Linked DNA regions of Sus scrofa: region 1 is linked to region 2. A link is a contact called in public Hi-C data. All regions are on one chromosome and are shown on one strand. The core of a region is the stretch at or near the end of the contact, and the rest is flanking DNA. Distances in the headings are between cores, read along the strand shown. Region 1 holds the start of GLI3 (transcriptional activator GLI3). Region 2 has its middle 120 kb from the start of C18H7orf25.

Region 1 (3,319 bases), core at 388-2,887, 360 kb after region 2:
AGTTTGTGGATACTCAGCAAATCCTGCTGGGCTTGAGGCCAGTTAGGGAGGAGAAGCTGGGACCACCACCCAGGTCTCCTGAGACCCCTGCTCCGTAGGATGAGTAAGTGGTGGGCTTCCCCCCACACACACCCCCGCGCCCGCCCCCAGCATGGTGAGATAGAGAAATCATAAAATACATGCTTAAAAAGGACCTTCAGCCCTACTTTATCTGCACTGCGTCGACCATAAAAGCTTAAGTCAGGGTCTGCTTTTGTGGAGTCTTTGAGATAAGCAACAAGTCCCAGGAAACAAATACTGAATACCACCATTAATTCGCTGAAAGAAGAATTCTCCAGTGAAGCATGTGAATCTCAAAATGCTCTTCCGATCATAAGAGCTAATCATTCATCCACCCACACTCTTCCTTCAGTCAAGACGCTCCAGCGAGTCAACACAAGTGCACCCTGAGCTCCGCGGCGCTGCTGGCGGCGGGTGGGTGGGTGGGGTCTCAGCTTACCCTGGGAAGGGTGGATTTGGGAGCGCCACCGGGGTTCGCTTTCTTTTTCTTCTTTTGTTCCCCCCCGTGGGAACTCCTCTTTGGGGTTACAGATTCAGGTGGTGTACACTGCAAAACGAAGAGACGCCTGCAGGCTGGCCAGCTGAGGAAAGAGGGAACATCATTTCACTCGTACAGGCCGCTGAAAATAAATCAGGCACAGAGACACTCTGCAGCTCTGGGAAGAGTACCGCGTTTCAGTCCACGCTCCAAGCCCCGGGGCTTTGTTTTTGTGTCCTTTATAGGGTGGCCCACGGGGACAGCAGGCTGGGCAACGGGAGTTCCCACTTCCCAGATCTGGCCCCAAGGGCAGACGAGTCCGGTGGCGAGGAAAACCCTGAACTTTGCAAAAGCATCTCCGGCCAAAGCGGGAGTTTCAGGGTTGGCCCCGGGAAACGTACCAGGAGCGGGCGAGCCAAGGGGGGGCGGGGGTTGTGATCCGAGAGGCCCTGAAAGAAGAAAGCGGAGCCCAAACTGGGCGCGGGAGCAAGGGGAGCGGAGAGGCGGGTGGGAGGCGAGGGGAGCCGGCAGACGCAGCCCGGGCGCGCGGGGCGCCCGGGAGGGGGGGCGGCGGGGCGGCCCCGCGAGCGCGGGCGGGGAGGGCGGCGGTGACATCACGCCCGGGCCCCCTTCCCCTCGCCGGGTGGGTGGGGCCTCGGCGCGCCGAGCGGGCGCGGGGTCAAGGAGGGGGAAGAGGAGGAGCAGGCTTGAATGTGTCTGCGTGAGGACCGGGGAGGGGCGGAGGGGGCGGAGGGCGGGGAGGGAGCGCGCGCGCGTGGCTCCGGGCTCCCCCCCCCACCCCGCCAGCCCCCGACCCCGGCCCGCGCCGCCTCCTCGCCGCCGCCCGCGTCGCCGCTGGGACCCGCTGCGGGCGCGGGGACCCGGCGGGCGGGGAAGCGCGGGCCCCCGGCGAGGCCTGGAAGGAGCGAGAAAGCAAAAGTAAGGCGAGCTGCACTCCTCCAAGTTTTCCCAACTTCGCCCCCTGCGGCGGCGGGCGTCCTGCGGCTCGGCGCGTCCCCACCGCTCCGACGAGGGGCCGAAAGAAAAGCGACGGGGCGGGGGCGGGGGCGGGGGCAGAGGGAGCGCGAGCCGAGAGTCCGGCAACATCTGTTAAAACTTGGGGGAGGAGGAGCGCGGGGTGGAGGAGGAGGAAGAGGAGGGAAGGAGGGAGCGCGAGGGAGGGAAGCGCGGAGCCGAGGGACAACTTTTCCACCCGTGAGTAGCGCCGGCTGCGCGGGTCCGGGCGGGGGGCGCTTCCCAGCCCGCGCGGGCTTGCAGGCCGGGATGGGACCTTCTTCCAGAAAGTCGATTGGACGCCAGGAGGGGAGCACGGCGGGGGCTTTCTTTCTTTCTCTTTCCCCTCCCTCCCGCGGGTGAACCAAATCAGAACTGTCACTCAGGGCCTGTGAGTCAGAAGGGATCGGATTACACGATCCCTGAAACCGATGCCGGAGCCGCACGAGCGGGCGGGAGCGGGCAGGGGCAGCGCCACCGCCACCGCCGCCGCCGCCGCCACCGGCGCGCTTGCACACTCGCCCTCGCGCACCCTCGCCGCCCCGACCCGCCCTCCCCGCGCGCCCCGCGGCCGCCCGCGCCGCACCATGCCTGCGGCTGGCGCCCCCCGCGCCCTGCCCGGCCGCCCGCTTTAGCCCGCGCCGCCCGCGGCCCCGCGGAAGCCCGGAGCCGCCCGCCCGCCCGCCGGCCCGCGCCCCGGACGCGGGTCTATGGGAAGTTCGGGGACTTGACAGCCGCCGCCGCCGCCGCAGGTACGTCCCGCCCGAAGTTCTTTGTTTCGCGGTGCCCCGCACCGGGCAGCCCGCTCCTGCGGCCGCGCCCGCACCGCCGGGTCCAGACCCGGTCCCCGTCGGGGGGAGCGGGAGGAAATGAAAATGGCTGTCAGAAGGCGCCCAGATTTCCAGAGCAGCCGCAGCGAGGCTTCCCTTCGCCCCCTCTTGCCTGATACTCCCCTTCCGAGCGTCGGACCCCGCGGCCCCCCGGAGACGGGCTGCAGAGTTTCACCTCGGGGTGCTGGTGGTGGCGGTGATGGACGAAGTTCGCAGCAGCCCGACGACGGCGCCCCTCGCCTCCACTCCGCATCCCGAGGCTAAAAGGAACTCCGGGAGCCCCCGGAGCTCCGGCGCCCGCCTTCGCGCTGTTGCGTCCCCGTCGCCCCCCCCCTCCCCGCCCCGCGCCCGGGGCCGGGCGCAAAGGCGCGGGTGGGTCCACGCGGGGAGCGCCGCAGCGGGGGCTTCCTGCAGCCTGCGCTTCCCCTCCGAGGGTCGGGGGCGGGCCTGGGTCCTAAGAGAGGAAAAGTGAAAGTTGTCGCATCTGTGGATGATTTGAGATTCTTTCACTTCTTTTCCTCTCCAGGGACAGCATTAAAAATAAGAATAATAAAAAAAAAAAAGAAAGGAAGGAAAAAGCAAACAAAAGAAATAAAAGCGTTAGAAGCAGCAGGGAGGTGCGTCCCGTGGCGGGGGGTGGGGGGGTGCGGAACCGCGGCTCCTGCACTGATCCTTTAAGAGGCCGCATTTTCGCAGGGCACAGTTGGGCATGAATCACTCCGCAGGGGACAGTTACTTTCTGGAGTTGCAGAGGGCAAATGGGCGGGAGGAGGTGGAGAGGGAGTAAATATTTACCCCAGCCTTGGAGAGTTTGTGAAGCGACTTTTAAGCAGGTTGCAAGAGGCCCGAAGCGCCCCTGCACACCCAGGCCTTTTATCCTTCCCTGAACTTTGTGCTCACTCTCCGGTTGCACCTCCTTCGGGAGATGCCAGGCCGA
Region 2 (2,952 bases), core at 368-2,867:
TGTGTTTTCTCCTTTGGCTCCTGCAGGCCCTTCACCAGGCCACCCTCCTTCTTGGCTTGGTGTCTTTGCCCACACGCATGCCCTGCCCTGCCAGGGGGCTCCCCTATTTCTCCCTGCCATGTGGCCAACCACTGCTCCTCATTCAAGAGTCAACACAGGGCCCACTTACCCCAGGAAATCTTCCCTTAGCCCCATCTAGTCCCTACCGACTGGTCAGGTGCCTCTCATGTAAGAGCTGAAGACGGGTGTATGATGGAGGTTAAAGGAGAAAAACAAGTGAAAACATACAACACACATGTGTGTATGTGCATTGTACAGATGCTCCAGAAACGTTAATTTCCATTATGTTTCCATAAATGTTAGTGCTTTTCCAGTGATGAAGAACAACTCTAGCCTGCTCCTGGGTTACCTTTCAGAGTTTCTTCAGAAAAAATTATACCTTCCTGGAGTTCCCGTCGTGGCTCAGTGGTTAACGAATCTCACTAAGAACCATGAGGTTTCGGGTTCGATCCCTGACCTCGCTCAGTAGGTTAAGGATCCAGCATTGCTGATTGCCATGGGCTGTGGGGTAGGTCACAGACGCAGCTCGGATCCCGTGTTGCTGTGGCTGTGGTGTAGGTGGGCAGCTGCAGCTCCAATTAGGCCCCCTAGCCTGGGAGCCTCCATATGCCACGGGTGCAGCCCAAGAAAATACAAAAAAAAAAAAAAAATTACGCCTTCCTTCTTGAACCAGCACTTTCCTAGGTTTGTGCACCTATGGAGCTTTGTGAACATATTGAGCATCTTGTCAGCTGTGTGAATTATTATCCAACTGAAATTTATTTCCCACGACATTCTTATCGGCCCTTTATTCCGGGATAAACGTGGCCTTATCTATCCCCCTAAATAGATAGAGTTCTAAGGCTCTTTTTAAAGGTCTCTCCCAGCTCTAACATTCTTTTAGTGTAAGATTTATTTGTGCAGAACTCCATAACACAGATGAAGTCAAATTTCTGGAACCTGATTATACAATTTAAAGATTATCTGGGGCCTCAGTTCCTCCTCTTCCTCCTCCTCCCCTTCTTCCCCTCCACTGCCTGACCTGTAGTCATTTTTACTGCTCACAAACTCCTCCGCACAGGGAGGCAGGAAAGAGAGGCAGTGCTAACACAGCAGCTTTGGTAAAATGCATGACGGGAGAGGTTGAACGGTTGATTAGAAGAGATTTCTCAGATTCATTATTCCCCCATCTCTCCAGACTGACCAAGATAAGTTAGTTGGAAACTTACTAGGCTTTCTCTAATTAAAAAATAATAATAACAACAAATGCTTGGTCCACAAAAATCATGAGCTCTCTCCCATGGCGCTCCCCGTTGTATTCAACTCTGATGCCTCCCTGACAATGTTAGGTCAGTTCCCTTTCCCTGGTTAAGCTGGCGTGGGGTTTGCCTGTCCTGCTTTTTGCTGTGTCCCTGTCACATGCGCATCTCTCTCTATTTGGATGAAACATGGAATGAAGGACAGGAGGGCTCGCAGGCTTGGAAAACAGCTGTTTCCGCCTGGCCTCTCCCATCTCCTTAAGGAAACCTTACTGCAATTGCCAGCGAAAGCTATGAAGAGATCTCTGAGTTGTAACGTCTGAGGTGGACCTGAGACTTTGTGTGGAACACTGCAATGTCAGCAGCTGCTCAGTTACACGTACTCCACACACAACCGCTTTTATAGCTTGACTTAGAGCCAACTTCTGTTTCCAGGTCCAGTGCCAAGAGCCAACGGCTGCTTGGGTGCAAGACAGCTTATTCTGTCCTAGAACTTTCTTTGCAATTCAGCTGACAGAGGCAGAACACCACGGTCCTTAATTATCCCAGGGACCGTCATGGGGCTGAGTGAGAGCGAAGCCTGGGTCCTGGGAGCAAGCTTGAAAGCTGCTGTTCCATGACTTCGCCTCCCTGACTCTGCATTGTCCCAAGTGTCTTGCACAATCAACGCCAGGCAAACCAGTGAGTCCAGTTCTGGTTTGAATTTCACCATTAGATGCGTTTGCTTTCTTCTTAGTCATGGCCAAGAGTGTTTTGGCAAAGTTTACCAGACTGGAATTGGGGGAGTGGGGAGAAAAAGAGTCATGTGTGTGCTTAAAACCTTTTCTAAGCTTTTTAGCACCTTGTGACACTTCATACTACAGCAGCAGCTGCCCCCACCCCCCACTAGTCTCGCTTCCAGTTCATGAATTATGAGAGAAGAAGTTGGGTCAATGGCCGCTGTCCCGAGAATTGGGATCTGACCACATGGCCAGGGCAGTATCCTTGATTAAGGGAGCTTTTGAATGATGAAAACAGCCTAAAATTTCTTAGCTATGTTCACAGAATTGTTGCATGGCCCTATTAGTTTGGTAGTAGTCTTAGCCCCATATTACAAGTGCAGAAAATGCATGCAAAGCAGTTATAAGATTTTTCTAGGTCATAGAGCTGGTGAAGGCAGAGCTGGGCACGGAGCCATAATGGTCTATCTTCAGAACCTACATGTGTACCAGGATTTCATACTAGTCCTTCTCCTAGGATCACCTTTCCAGGTTATGTTTTTTTTTCTATTCAAGTTTAAAGCAATGGATCTGCTTCAGATAAAGCCTGGCAGGACACAGCTGGATCAGTTTGAAGTGTGGAAGCTGGGTGAATTCTGTCGTTATTTCAGCAAATACTTGCCGAGCATCCTACCAAAACCTGGCACTGAGTTAGGTCCTCACGGCCACGGTCTTGTGGGGGCACGGGCTCTAAGCGAATTGTTATTACTGGATGCTAGAGAAAGGCAGTGATCAGGTGGTACGGTTGGTCGTGAAAGAGGGTTCTGGGTGGAAGCCAACTAAAGGCATTTACTGGGAACCCTTTGGTTTTCCGAAATCACACGGTGGGGGTGGAGGAAAAAGCACCCAGTTACTCAGGTACACGTGAGGAAAGCATGGGTGCACCCAGGCATGGA

The links. Hi-C and Micro-C count contacts between places; a contact is called where the count stands out from the background.
Region 1: a Hi-C map of fetal skeletal muscle shows a contact between it and region 2, with 2.6 times the contacts expected there. The contact joins the promoter of GLI3 here to the enhancer-like site in region 2. A contact is called at or near these places in 6 of 47 Hi-C or Micro-C datasets (alveolar macrophages, embryonic fibroblasts, fetal skeletal muscle and 2 more) and 1 of 2 datasets of contacts at active chromatin or transcription factors (skeletal muscle).

The regions. Positions count from the first base shown.
Region 1 is chr18:52,401,826-52,405,144 of Sscrofa11.1, forward strand. It overlaps GLI3 (transcriptional activator GLI3), which reads left to right and starts at 1,638. Exons shown (of 15, transcript XM_021078945.1): 1 at 1,638-1,753. LOC110257576 (a long non-coding RNA gene) reads right to left here and starts at 1,125. Exons shown (of 5, transcript XR_002340376.1): 1 at 940-1,125; 2 at 500-641.
Region 2 is chr18:52,039,169-52,042,120 of Sscrofa11.1, forward strand. No RefSeq gene overlaps it. Among named protein-coding and RNA genes, the nearest start is that of C18H7orf25, 120 kb to the left of the region's middle. Within about 2 kb of position 1,618, at least 3 of the 83 cell types and tissues checked have an H3K27ac peak or open chromatin away from gene starts, as enhancers often do. A contact at or near this core is called in fetal skeletal muscle, where this site is marked.